Linked DNA regions of Ovis aries: region 1 is linked to region 2. The links are chromatin contacts, called in public Hi-C maps. All regions are on one chromosome and are shown on one strand. Each heading gives the region's core, a stretch centred on a gene start, on an enhancer-like site or on the middle of the called end of the contact. The rest is flanking DNA. Distances are from core to core; before and after follow the strand shown.

Evidence for each region. Hi-C and Micro-C count contacts between places; a contact is called where the count stands out from the background.
Region 1: a Hi-C map of liver shows a contact between it and region 2, with 3 times the contacts expected there. The contact joins two enhancer-like sites. A contact is called at or near these places in 2 of 16 Hi-C or Micro-C datasets (liver and skin fibroblasts).

Annotation. Positions count from the first base shown.
Region 1 is chr25:7,026,116-7,033,101 of ARS-UI_Ramb_v3.0, forward strand. All of the region lies in intron 1 of LOC132658655 (a long non-coding RNA gene), which reads right to left. Among named protein-coding and RNA genes, the nearest start is that of TRNAR-CCU, 190 kb to the right of the region's middle. Within about 2 kb of position 1,831, at least 13 of the 54 cell types and tissues checked have an H3K27ac peak or open chromatin away from gene starts, as enhancers often do. A contact at or near this core is called in liver, where this site is marked.
Region 2 is chr25:6,692,837-6,699,833 of ARS-UI_Ramb_v3.0, forward strand. No RefSeq gene overlaps it. Among named protein-coding and RNA genes, the nearest start is that of TARBP1, 44 kb to the left of the region's middle. Within about 2 kb of position 4,340, at least 21 of the 54 cell types and tissues checked have an H3K27ac peak or open chromatin away from gene starts, as enhancers often do. A contact at or near this core is called in liver, where this site is marked.

The DNA.
Region 1 (6,986 bases), core at 581-3,080, 330 kb after region 2:
AGATTCCTAACTACTGGACCAGGAGGAAGTCCCCCAGCTTCCTCACCTTTTAGATTAAAAAGCTGGAGGAGGTGGGTCTCAAGGCCACTTTCAGCTCTGACTTCCTGCTGTTCCCTGAAATCACAGGGGTTGTAAGTTCCTCTCCTGTGGAGGATAGGGTGATGCATTCTGCATCCAGCTGCCCTCCTGGCCTCTAACTGACAGGTTCTGGGCTCGGCTGCCATTGTAAAACCACAGGGACACCAAAAGACCTGGGTGGAGGCCTGGTCGCACAGCCTGGACAGGCTCCTAGCCTCCCCTCTCCATCTCAAAGGGCTTCTCTGCTCCATGCACAGCAGGGGTTTGTCCTTTCTGATTTTGTGCACTCTCTCAAAGGTTACCAGCCGAGGACTTCCCTGGTGGCCCAATGGTTAAGAATCTGCCTGTCAATGTAGAGGACATGGGTTCGATCCCTGCTCCAGGAAGATTCCACATGCCGAGGGGAAACTAAGCCCATGCACCGCAACTACTGAAGCCCGCCCTGTAGAGCTCGTGCTCTGCAACAAGAAAAGCCACCGCAATGAGAAGCCCAAGCACAACTAGAGAGTCGTCCCCTCTCTCTGCAACTAGAGAAAGCCTGCAAGCAACAATGATCCCGTGCAGCCAAAACATGAGTAAGTAGTAATTTTTATAAAAAGGTTACCAGTTGGGTAGAAATGCATTATAAGACATTCAGACTTTAGCCATTGTCCTGATGGGCAGCTTAGTGGAGAGAACCACCCTCGGGCAGGTACTGGGAGATGAATTCACTCCTCGCAGGCTGATGGCTTTGGGCTCAAATGCTCCTCTAGTTCCTCACCCCTCCAATGACAAGCCGCCATATCCACTCTTGCTCTGTTGGGTGAGATTTTCCCATCAAATGGTAGATCTTGTGAATGTTTCTGAAAAATATGAAACTCTGGGAAAACGGGAGGGATTGTGGGGACTCCAGCTTGGGTCTCTAAACCAGACCTCCCATTCACCCTTCTGTTGTCCTGGGAAAACCCAAGACAAGAACTGGCCAAGCCCTTCACAGGAGGAATCACTGGAACTCTTTCTCTAACCCTTGGGGAGTAGCTGGCTGCCTTTCCATGGGAAAGCACATGGGATAAGCTGTGTGTCTCTCATGACCTCTAGGTGAGTGACCACATGCTCCCTGTACCCAGGCCATTTCAGTTTATTCTCGTTACCCAGAGTAATCATTAACAGCACCTCCTTTTATTTTCAAAATAGCACCCCAGCTGTGCAAAAAGGTATACGGTCACCATCCCTCCACGCCAAGTACTACGTCTACAGCCAAGCTGGATTGCCTTGACCTTGCATGCTCAGTCGCGTCTGACTCTTTGCAACCCAGTGGACTGTAACCTGCCAGGTTCCACTGCTCATGGAATTTTCTAGACAAGAATACTGGGATGGGTTGCCGTTTCCTATCACAGGGGATCTTCCTGACCCAGGGATCGAAACTGCATCTTTGGTGTCTCCTGCATTGTCAGGCAGATTCTTTACCAACAGCACTACCTGGGAACCTCTGCAATGATTCATCATCTGATGCAGATGTCACCCCCATTGCACTTCTGCAAGAGGGGACACGGTTTCAAGGGGGATCAGAGGGTGTCAGGCCCAGACGTACTCACCAGCCTCCTAAGAGCAGGGGCACAGTGCTGTTCTGTGGCCCTTGGAGACCGGTTCCTTCCTCTCCTCAATTCCTTGCTCATCCAGCTCCATCCGAAGGCTCAGCTCTGCCAGTACCAGCATGGCCCGCCGCTCACCCAGAGCTGCCCCCAGCTGGGCCTCCCAGGTCTCAGAGCTGCTTCCGTTTGAGAACCGCCCGGGAGCCAAGGACATTCTGTGCCGAACAGACTGAAGCTCCTCATCCCCAGGGCTGACTGTTCTCAGCTGTTACTACATCATGACAAGAGAAACTTGAAGGAAGGCTTGGGATGCCACAGATAGTTGAACTGTTGATGTTTAAACATATTTTTCCCTCTCAGCCAGCAATTCTGTGGTTTCTCTTATTGGGTTGGAAGCCCTCTAGAACACTTCATGTTGACAGCAGTTTGTAATTATGTCACTTCCACCCCCTCATGTGCCCAAGAGGGGCCTCACAGAACAAGCACTCGTCCCATTTCACAGATAGGGAGACTAAGTTCAGAACAGGCAAAAGATGCTGATCTTTCACTTGACCTAGCCACGCAGGCTTCCTTCTAATCAAGACTTTGACTAAATCGTTCTCACACACACATACACACGCTTACACAAACTCGAACCGTTTCCCAGGGGACCTTGTATGGTTTCCCCTCTCTGGTTTTACTCGTGATACTTTCCTACTTCCTGGCTATAAATACCCCGAGGTCAAAGACGTCTCTTGGTTTCACTACATCAGCCAAAGAAGCAGTCACTCAGAAGCAGACAGCAGGGAGCAGCCACAAAGGGAGAGGCGGCAGGTCTGCTCCGTCCAGGACAGAGGGGTTATTTCCTTTGTGTTTTGCTTTTCAGAAGCAGCCACCAGAATTCTGTCCGGGAAAGTCAAGCCCCGTCACGCACGCTTGTGCCCCAGGGCTTGGGCTGGATAAGCAAGGGTGGAAAAAGCACTCTCATTTTGAAGCCTGCCTAAACCAAGGCTGGTGGAGGTGAGGCCCCTGTATGGCCAACCACTGGACCAGCTGTAAAAACCCACCTCCAGACTTTTCAGATGGGGGTTCAAGGCCACACCCCAGGGAAGCTATTTCTTCTAAATACCACTGTCTTCTCTTCCTCTTTCCTCACTTTCAGGGTAAATTCTTCCTCTATGTTTCATAGACTTTGAATTAATGTTTCTCTTATTACAAATTTATTATTTATAATATAATTATTATTTATCATATAATTGTGTTATTTATATTAGAGCTTCCCTAGTGGCTCAGATGGTAAAGCATCTGCCTTCAAGGCAGGACACCCAGGTTCAACTCTCATTTCTCCTTCTGAACTCATCTGTTGCCCCATCATGAAGCCAGTGGGAAACTCCTCTGTACACTCATAAGAAAGTGAGAGTGAAAAAGGCGAATGAGGCCTTAGCAGTGTTTTGAAAATAGTCTTGGCTGTCCAGAGCCCACTGTGAAGAGAAAGGCCAGGGAGAAGAGCCTTCCCTTCCCTGAGCAAGAGCAGGACAATCCAGGGCTCCCCTCCATGCAACATGTCAAGGCCCTGAAGAATACAGTCACACAGGTCCCCGGGCACCTTCTGGATGCTGGAAATCACATGGCCATAGGCACCCAGAGGTCCCAAAGCCGGGAACCTGCACCCATACAGACCTTTCAGGGAGATCTTGCTTTCCCCAGCCCAAAAAACTAACATAGTTAATGCCTACTCTGACCTGTGACCTGCTGCTGGCCTGCCCTAGTGCCCCCACCACTACCACCACCACTCCCAGGCCTCACGGTGGTCTGCTCCCGTGGTCATGCCCGTGTGGTAGTAGATCACATTATCAGCCCTGTTCTTGCCTTCCTGTGCCCATAGCCCAGCCATGGAAGGGTGCTCTTTGCCATCCCTTGGCTTTAGGTTTGGCCATGTGACTTGCATTGGCCATAAGTGTGTGGACAGAAAGACCAAACAGCAGCCCTGAGCCTGGGCCTTGGGAGTCTTGCATGTTTCCACTTGCCCCTTTGTACTCCCATCATCATCAGAAGAGTCTACTGCCAGATCATTGCTGTCGCTTAGCCTGGGACCCCCAATGAACAATTATGGCAAGGACTGAGCCCCGTCAGCACCGACAGACCTATAGACTGAACCTGAGCCACCCCAACTGACCCTCAAATCCATGAATATAAACACGTATGATTGTGTGCTGCTGAGGTTTTTGCAGTTATTTGTTAACACAGCAAGGGCTAGCCAATACACCTGTTTCCTTGCCTCTAGTCTCTTTAAGACTATGAGTTACACAAAGGCTGCAACCAATGCTTGTTTTTATATTGTTTCCCAAGAGCACATAGCAATTATTTAATAAATGTCTTTTGAACATGGGAAGAAATGCACAGATGAACACCTAGACTAGTCCAGTTACCAGATCAGACTTCTGGAATCCTCTGACCCAAAGATCATCACAGAACACATCAACGATTACACACTAGGTATCCCAAGGACAGATCCACTCATATGCAAGGCTAGGCCAGCATTAGACCAGCTCTCATAACAGGCAATGGGGGACTTCCCTGGTGGTTCAATGGTGAAGAATCTGACCTGCCAATGCAGGGAACATAGGTTGTTATCCCTGGTCCAGATTCCTCATGCTGCAAGGCAATTAAGCCCACACTCTGCAACTACTGAGTCCATGCATCCCAGAGCCCATGCTCTGCAACAAGAGAAGCTGCTGCATTGAGAAGCCTCAACTAGAGCGTATCCCCTCTCACCACAGCTAGAGAAAGCCCAAGCACAATGAAGACCCAGTGCAGCAACAAAGATCCAGTGCAGCCAAAAAAAATAAAAATTTTTTTTAAAAAATTTTAATCTTAAGAAAACAGGCAATGGAACAGGTAAAGCATCCCTTGGGGATTGTATTTAGCTGTCCTTTAACTGAACTAGTATTCTCAGCTGCCCTCTTAAGCTTCAGAGACGAATGGCCTCTCTTGGAGGCAATCCTTGGTGATCTGCTAGCCATCTGTGCCCTGAACTGCCCTCACTCTCTGATGAAGTGCCTTCACTCCACACCCCTCCACCTGCCTCATGATGTTATGGACTGCATGTATGCATCCTCCCAAAAGTTCACATGTTGAAACCCTAACCCCCGATGTGATGTTATTTGGAGGTGGAGCCTTTGGGAGGTGATTAGGTCGTGATGATGGTGCCCTGATCAATGAGATTAGTGCCCTAATAAGAGACACAGGAATTCGCTCCTCTCTCTGCCGTAAGAGAAAACAGCAAGAAGACAGTCATCTACGAACCTGCACATGGGTCTTCATTAGACACTGAATCTGCTGGCATCTTGATCTGGGATTTCCCAACCTTCAGAACTGTGAGATATAAATTTCTGTTGTTTAAGGCACACAGTCTACTATAATTTGTTAGCAATTACAGCCTGAAAGGATTGAGACACATGGCATGGCAAGTATTCTAAGAGGATCTCGTTGGTTCAAAACAAAAGGAGGCCAGGAGAACAGATGTCGCCCTGCTGAGAAATAGAGGAGGCTGGACCAGCAGACTGTCCCCCATCCTCTTCTCTCCCAGACTTGATAGCTCTGGTATGAAGGGAGGGGCATCAGCATTGCTCAGGGACCTGACAAGATACCCCACAGCATAGGGGCTTGTGATGTGGGACATGGGGGCCCCTGAAAGGGACAGGCTAAGTAGGGTACAGATGGGAAGATAGAACCTGCAGATGACTGACTCCCCTGGTCAGCTCCATGGCCCAGGGAGCCCAACCCACACACCTGAGAGAGAGAAAGGAGCCCTCCACAGAGGGTGAGCAGCCCAGACTAAGGGCAGGGTGGGTGGGCCCTGACTGAGACAAGGGCTCTTTTCTCTTCCCCACTGCCCATGACCTGACATATGTCCTCTTCCAAAGAGGAGCATGAAGGGAGATGGAGAGGCCAGCTTGACCTGGAATGTTCAATGATATCGATATTCATGGAAACAAGGCTACTTCCAGCCCAGGTCCTGTAGCAGCCTGAGCGGTCCCCAGAGAGCTACAGAAGTTGTAAGATCTCATCTCTGCAGGGGAAAGTCCCATGTCCTGAACCTTCGTGGACCTTGGTGGTGAGGTAACCTTGACTGTGTAACAGCTCCGCTATTTTTGGAAACCTGCTTGGGGTGAACGCTTATAAATTATGTGTCTATGACTTGAAAGGCAACTCCAGATCTTTTAAAGGAGGTTGAGAAATAACCCTTGACAGTTTTCTCTTCGTCTGGAACTTGTATCTCTATTTTAAGCAAATGAACAGCCCCATGTCTAATGTAGATCCATAAAGATGGAGTTGGCTGGTCTCCAATTATGAATGAGCCTGGTGGTTGAGGGAAGTACGGCTTCCCAACACTGTTGGGAACCTGGGGACCCAGAGCATCATCTTCTGAGCCAACCCAGAGAGCTGCTGAACTGAGCTGACCGTCTTACGCAGACAGCCGAGAAGCACGGACACCATCCCATGTGGGACATAGAAGCGAGTCCCTTTGCATTCAGTGTCAGTGAAAAGAGGATGCCACAGCCTTACTGCTCTACAGAAATGCTTCTGGTTTCGCTTTCAACTAATGATCCAGTACAGTGAGGTTCCTGGGCGCGTGACAGGCTCCACGCGTTCACCAAGAACCCGGAGGTCACGCTAAACTCAGAAAATGTTCCCTTGTGCTTTGGTTATGTTTTGATTCTGAGTTTCCAAAGCTGGGAACCAAATGGCTTCATGAAAGGGTAAGATCCAGGCCTCTATTATCCTCGAGCCTGTCATCGGTACAAGCGATGTTACACAGGTGAAATCATCCACTGAAGATGTGTTAGGAAGGATGTCACCCACTGTAAAAATGGCATGTTTCATCCCTGGGGGCCAGCACAGTAAATGGGAATGAAGAGCAGGTTGATGTTATGATTTAAAGCTTACTTGAAGGTAATGTTTCCAGAATGTTCGGAGCACATGAGGCAAAGGAAGAAGCCTGTGGATAGAGATTAACCTCTTTGCCTTCTCTGCACTTTTGGCCTTAATTTTCTCTGCTATACAAAATGGCAGAAGGTACTATTCAAAAGTGGGGGGTTGGAGGGTATCAGGAGTTCCATGCCCTGTGGCCACAGGCTAAGCCTGGTCACAAGTAACTGCTATGCTAGAGCATTCATGATACACCTATTTCTTCAGACTTCCATTAAATGAAACAAATATTTATTAACTGTTCAATCTGATTAAAAAAAAAAAAGATTGAGTAGCAGGATTTCCCTGGTGGTCCAGTGGCTAAGACTTGGAGCTCCCAGTGCAGGGGGCCCAGGGTCAATCCCTGGTCAGGGAACTAGATCCCAC
Region 2 (6,997 bases), core at 3,090-5,589:
CTGATCCTTGGTGAGGTGAGGCCAGCCCTCGCCTCTTCTGTCACTTCTCCAGGTACTAAGGACCCCAGGGAGCTCTGGCCAGCGTAGTGAAAGTGAAGTTGCTCAGTCGTGTCCGACTCTTTGCGACCCCATGGACTGTAGCCTACCTGGCTCCTCTGTCCATGGGATTTTCCAGGCAGTAGTACTGGAGTGGATTGCCATTTCCTTCTCCAGGGGATCTTCCCGACCCAGGGATCGAACCCAGGTCTCCTGCATCGTAGACAGACGCTTTACCGTCTGAGCCACCAGCTGGGTCCCCCTGCCCCTCGGTCAGGCACCCCGTGTGCACGTCTGTGTCCGTGAGTGTGTGCAGGAGGAATGTTCGAGGAAGTCCAGGCGTGACTCTCTAAACAGTTTCTCACTCTTCAATTGGTAGACCAATCCTTTAGGGACCATTCTCCTGCCTGAGAATGTTTGCATCTGGAATATAGTGATCGTGAAAAACACTAGGTCCTCTTCGCAGAGATGAGTCAAACCCTCTGTGCACCGCAGCCATGAGAATGCCACCATTCCTTTTTTTTTTTTTTTTTGCCTGTGCTGGGTCTTTGTTGCGGCATTCAGGCTTTTCTCTAGTTGCAGCGCCTGAGGTTCTCTTGTGGAGCATGGGCTCAGTGGTTGTGGCTCCGGGGCTGAGTTGCCACCTGGCATGAGGAGTCTTAGTTCCTCCCCCAGGGATGGAATCCACGTCCCCTGCACTGGAAGGTGGATTCGAACCATTGGACAATCAGGGAAGTCCCCCATTCTTTTGTGCTGCTTCTCTCTTTTCCCTGCAGTCATGCCCTGTGGTTGGACTGCTTGCTAGACCTCGGTGCCCCCAGCCAGGGCTGTAGGTCACTGAAAGCAGAATTTGGGGTTCCCCAGCTAGGATAGGCTGGCTCTACCCTCTATAAGGGATCGATGTTGATATGCAGCCCCATCAAGGTGTGGGTCATCTGTTGTTTTCACCAGTCGGTTTCCTTGTCTGCAGCTGCCCTTCCTTTTCACCAAGACCAGATGTTGCTGACTGATGCAGTCTCACTTGCTAACCGCAAAGGTTTGTCCTTCTAAATGGTCTCCTGGGACTTCCCTGGTGATCCAGTGGTTAAGATTTCACCTCCCATTGCAGTGGGGGCAGGTTCAATTCCTAGTCGGGGAGCTGAGATCCCACATGCCTCTTGGCCAAGAAAACAAAACATAAAAACAGAAACAACACTGCAACAAATTCAATAAAGACTTTACAAATGGTCCACATCGAAGAAGACCCTTTAAAAAACAATCAAGTAAATTCTTTTATGAATTCTGTCTGGTGAAGTTCTCTATGTGCTAACAGCAACAGGAGTTGAGGTATATCCATCACTTTCATGCCAGGCACTTAGCCAAACCCACTGCAAGCTTCCTCTTATTTAAGCCCTAGGGTATTTCTTAAACTAACTGGCATGATGTCCATTTTCCAGATGAGGAAACTGAGGCTTCCAGAAAATAAAATCCTGCTTGAAATCACACAGCGCTCAAGGGGCAGAGGCTAGGTGGATACCCAGGAGGTTGGACCCCAAAACCCTTGCTCTGAATCGTAGCCACCAGGCTTGGCCAGCTTCACAGCATCTCAGCCCATGGGGGATGTATGGAGTTTGGCAAAAAGGGAAGAAAAGGATGAGAAAACTGATTTTGGATGTACAAGCTCTGGGTGAGGGTTAACACATCCTTTTTCCACTGCATTATACACAGTTATGCTATTTTCCTGCTTGGCTCCCAAGGGAAAGAGAGAGAGAGTCTAGTTCAAGGCTGTCCCAGCACCACCCAGGTTGTCTGTCTCTGGCCCTGTGATGACTGCTGGGCTCCTTTGCTGCCTCTCCAGTCCTGCCAGGGGACAAGTGCAGTCTGGAGACCATGGGCTCTTGCTGGTCCAAGTGGCATGTAAACCAGAGAGCTCCTCTGTGGGCACCCAGTTGAAAGGTCAGGGCGAGGTCAGGATGAAGGGTCAGGGCAAGGCCAGGAAGAAAGGTCAGGGCGAGGTCAGGCACGCCTGGGCATGCCCGGGCATGTCCGGACATGTCCCAGTAGAGGGCGCTGCAGACAAGCCCCGGAGACGGACCGGCAACCAAGCCGACCAATCAGGAGCCGACACGAAGCCCTCGCTGTCCAATCAGGAGCTGATATGGAGCCCTTGGACACCAATCACCGCTGAGCCCGCGTTTTCCTCCTTATATGGGAGCCCCGGCCAGGATTATAAAACCCTTTCCCCACCCCTCACACCTCGCAGACTCCACAGACTCCTTTTCCCCTGCAGACTCCTTTACCCCGCTGACTCCCTTTGCTTCGCAGACCACAATCCCCCCCCCCCCCACCCCTGCTCCCTTGCTTACCCGCCCCTGGGAGTTCTGCCGGAGAGCGACCGCCCAATAAAAAGGCCCTGAACAACGGTCCATAGGGGTGGTTCCTTCTTCCCGAGGCGTTTCTTACACCAGTGAAGCAAGGAGAAGAGGGATGTGGGTTCAGTTGACCCCCGCCCCAACCTCACCTGGAGTTGAACTTCATCCTTACTGCTCACATCCACACTGCCCGTAGCCTCAATGGTCCTTGAGCTTCACATTCTACTGGACAGGGCACTGCACTTGGCAAAGAGGACCATGGTCTGACCCCAGAGGAGAGCAGGCCGAAATGCTGAGAAAGACACAGACCTGGGCAGCAAGACCAGTTCTTAGCCCTGACACCAACTTGGCCATACCAGCAAAGCCATTCAACTTCTCTGGATTTCTTATTTCTCATTCTCAAAATGAATGAGGAGCTTGGGTTTCACTCAGTCTCTAAAAATTCCTTTCAATGCTAAGACCCAGTGATTCTAAATGTCTCCCCTCCTGGGCAGCCCCATTTCCATTCTCCTCCTGTGAACCAGGGGACCTTCTTCAGTGGGGATGATGGCCGAGTTCCCAGGAGGCTGTGCACCAAGGGCACAGCGATTACAGAACAGAAGGGGGATTGTTCCATCTGCTGGCAGGAGGAAGTGGCATCCTCCACAGCCCTGCTCAGAGGCAGATTTCAGAGCCACAGAATTCTTAGGGCTCTCAGTGCATTTCCAGAGGATGAGACCTACGACCTCCCCGGGAGCTGGTGATGAAAGGCGCCCCTCCGCAGTTGAGACTGATGCTCACACAGGCGGAAGTGGCTTTTCCCCCAAATCCTCCATCATTGTCACTCATGATTAAGTGAATTTAATAACAGTGCCCCTCCCCACCAACCAAATGACTTCTCTCCAAATTTATGATGTTCCAACTATTGACTGTGATTAACTGCTATAGCCACTGCATAACAATCTGGAGGGCTATTGTGCAGGGGAAACCTCCTTGAACTTCAAGGAGCTTTGCTCACTTTTCAGAAAGAGAGAAGGCAGGGGCATTAGCTGGAGGCTCTCTTATCCACTTGGCTATTTGTTGTTGTTGTTCAGTCACTCAGTTGTGTCTGACTCTTCGCAAACCCATGGACTGCAACATGCCAGTCTTCCCTGTCCTTCACTAGCTCCTGGAACTTGCTCAAACTCATGTTTTTTGAGTTGGAGATGACATCCAACCATCTCACCCTCTGTTGCCCCCTTTTCCTCCTGCCTTCAATCTTTCCCAGCACCAGGGTCTTGGCTATGGTATTCTTCAAAGTAAAATATTCCAAGATGAAAGTGGAGATCAAATTACCAGATCAGCAAATAATGACGTGGGGAAAATGAGGAAATAGGTATCACGTGGGCAGTGGTTGACACATCTTTCTTATCTGTGGCTCTCAGCATGCAGGGGCTGCTCAAGGTCACTGCCCACAAGGTCTGGCTGACTTTCTTAAAGCGAGATCAGAGAGCAAATCATAAATGGAGGCAAATTTCAGCTGGGTCTTTCAACCAGCCATTTTGCTCTATGAAAGGTCACAAGGTAACAGGGTAATTGGAGGGTTTGGATAAGCTGGTGAGGGAATAAAGGCTTTTCCCAAGGATGATAAAAGCAGAGAAACAGCTCTCTGACCTAAACTGGCTGCCCTGTTTCTTCAAAAATAGGTTCTCTAACGTGGAGAAGCAGAAATCGAAACCTTCCTAAATCCCCCTCGAATGTTTGGAATGGAACAAAAACACCTATTTCATGAAAAAAAAAAAAAAAATTACGTTTTGAAAGATCCCAGCAACAGGAGGCACCAGCTGCTGGGTCATCTAAGTGTTTTTGGAAAAGGAAAAGAACTATTCGGCATGAAAGATTCAGGAATGTCTGTTGACATATTAAGGAAACAACCTCAGGGGACAGCTGACAAGGCTCCAAGAAACATTACCAAGGGAACAGTGACGCAAACGCGTTCCGTTTTTACAGGCGGGCCGGCTGCCAGGCTCCCTCGCCTGGCGGCTGATGTAATGCTAATCCCTCTCTGGGTTAGCGTTGCTTGGATATCAACTCAAGCGGCTCAGTCAGCTGCAATCAATAGCAAGCTCCTTTTATAGAAGATAGTAAAAGAAAAAATATGTATACAGAGAGTGAGAGAGAACCCCAGATTCTGGTGTGCTGAAAACCTATACATTGTGTCAAAAACGAGAGAGGCAAAGGAAGGAAGGACCAACACAAAGCTAAGAAGCACCTAACAATGCATTCAGGTGTCTTTCCATAGAATAAGGCCAGTTGTCAACAAAAGATACTATTATTTCATACTATTAGTTTTTTTTAAAGCATAACTAAGGAATATGCCTAATTCCCAGCTGAGCTAAATGAAGATGGAAGAAAACAGAAGACATTAGGTGGGAATGTGAAAATAATGATTTTTTTCATTATCGAGTAAATGGGCTGATTCCTTTTAAAACCTCTGCGTAAAATACTGCTTTTGAAAAATTCTATCTTCAAGACCACTGCTTTTCAATTATTTTAGAATAAATAATAAGATGAATTATGCAAATTTTAATCAGCCTTGGATTGAATGCTTATGTCAAGGGTCCTCTACAATGGGCTAAGGGGCCACGTTTGCATTTTCTCTTTCTCAGGCATGGCAATTTTAACTGTCCAAGAGTGATAAAGAAGAACCCATTTTAAAAGCTCAGTTCAATTATGCACATTCTTCTTTATTTTCTAGGTCATACTTAGATGGAAGGAACTGATGTAATCTTACACAGAAGACCAACAGCAAAAGCATCCCTCATTCCAAGACTTTCAGAGTCTAAATAATAATAAAGTGGGGGTGGGGTGAAAGGGAAGGATGAACACCAATGGAGATAGAGTTATTTTTTAATAATAATGAGATGAATATAATGATGATACAGCACATTAGATGCAGGAATCAAGTCCACTAGGATGGTAGTGACGTGATACCAATGACACACGATTCACCTTTGACATATTTAAAACACTGTCCTTCTAAGGTAGTGAAGCTTTTTTTTTTCCAACCCAAAAGAAATTTAAGCTTTGGGGAGTCAATAAGCCTCATGAATTTATATGAAAAGTTTATGGCTATATACATATTTTTCTGGGAGGAAGTCTTCCACCTTTCATTAGATTTTCAAAAAAGTCCAAAAGCTCCTCCAGTGTGAAAACTGATGAATTCTAAGGAGTTAAAAATCCTTCAGGAATTTGATCTCAATTATCCTTTAGCTCCCAGGGAGATCATTTATTTACAGGTAAAGAAAGTGGGAAATTGAGAGGCTAAGTTGATTGCCCAAGGTCATGAAGTGGCCTGGTCTATTATTATCAGTGACACTAAGATCAGACGGTCCCCTTGTATGAGTTTCTGTGGCATGTCCATTAGTCAGGAATGTTCCTTTAGAGCACTGCTTACTAGGGAAGGACCAGAGGAAGCTTGGGATGCCTTCTGATGAGGTCAATTTCAACTTAACTGACAGCCCCGGCCCCCATCCTTTCCCATGCCTGCCCATTCTGCCCTCTCGGGCCCCCACCTGCTACCCAAAGTCTCCTTTCAGTGAGACCAAGGCTAAGCAGAAGACTCAACTGCAGAATTTCAACATTTTAACAGTCTCACATAAGAATGTAATTTTAGCATCACCTTTCTTTGATAAAGCGATGTTTGCTTTGAAATCTTGAAACACTTCCTATCTGGCAGAAAGGATACAGAACAGGAAACTAGGGCACACAGATAGGAGGGAACTTCCCAGCATTGTAGAAAATAGGATGCAAATTTAGTTCTCTATACTCACAGGCTGGTCTGTTCTACATTGACTTACACCAGCTCAGCCTAGCAATCAAGACCTGCATTTTGAATCAAATTCTTCCTGCCTGTGGGGAGGGGTCAGCCATGGATGGCGCAAAAAGTCCTCAAGTAGGAACGCAAGAAAAGAGAGTGGAGTGGAAGGCGTGAGAGTAGGGATTTTAATATAAATATTAAGAAGTGTAACATTTAATGTCATTTTACCATTCTAAAATCATATTTGTTCATTGTAGGAAATTTGGGAAAAACGAAAGTAAAGAGAAGAGGAAGGAAAAAAATATTTAATCCCATTTCTCCCAGGTGTGATCCTAAAAGAATAAACATCTTGATTGTTAGGACTAGCTTCTCCTCTTTCTAACCATGACCTTGAAGTCACAAACTCTTGGTTTCTTTGGGAGGAAAAATGCAGATGATAAAACCTTTCTTGCAGGCCTGCCAGACTTGCTACACAGCTCAAATAAGATTATGGATTTGAAAATGGGAAAACTCATTTGGAAAGCACAAATATCTGTATTATCTATAGAAGGAATTCATACTATTACCCTTAGAGGTTGCTTTGTCACGATTGTACTCAAAACTGCTGAAACTATTCCCTTAAAAACACTGCTTCTTGGGACTTCACTGGTGGTCAAGTGCTAACACTCCATGCTCCCAATGCAGGGGGCCAGGGTTCAATCCCTGGTCGGGGAACTGGATCCCACATGCTACAGTGAAATATCCTGCATGTGGTAACTAAGACCTGGTGCAGCCAAATAAATAAATATTAAAAAATACTGCTTCTCATGCTAATTCTCTGCTTTAGAACTTA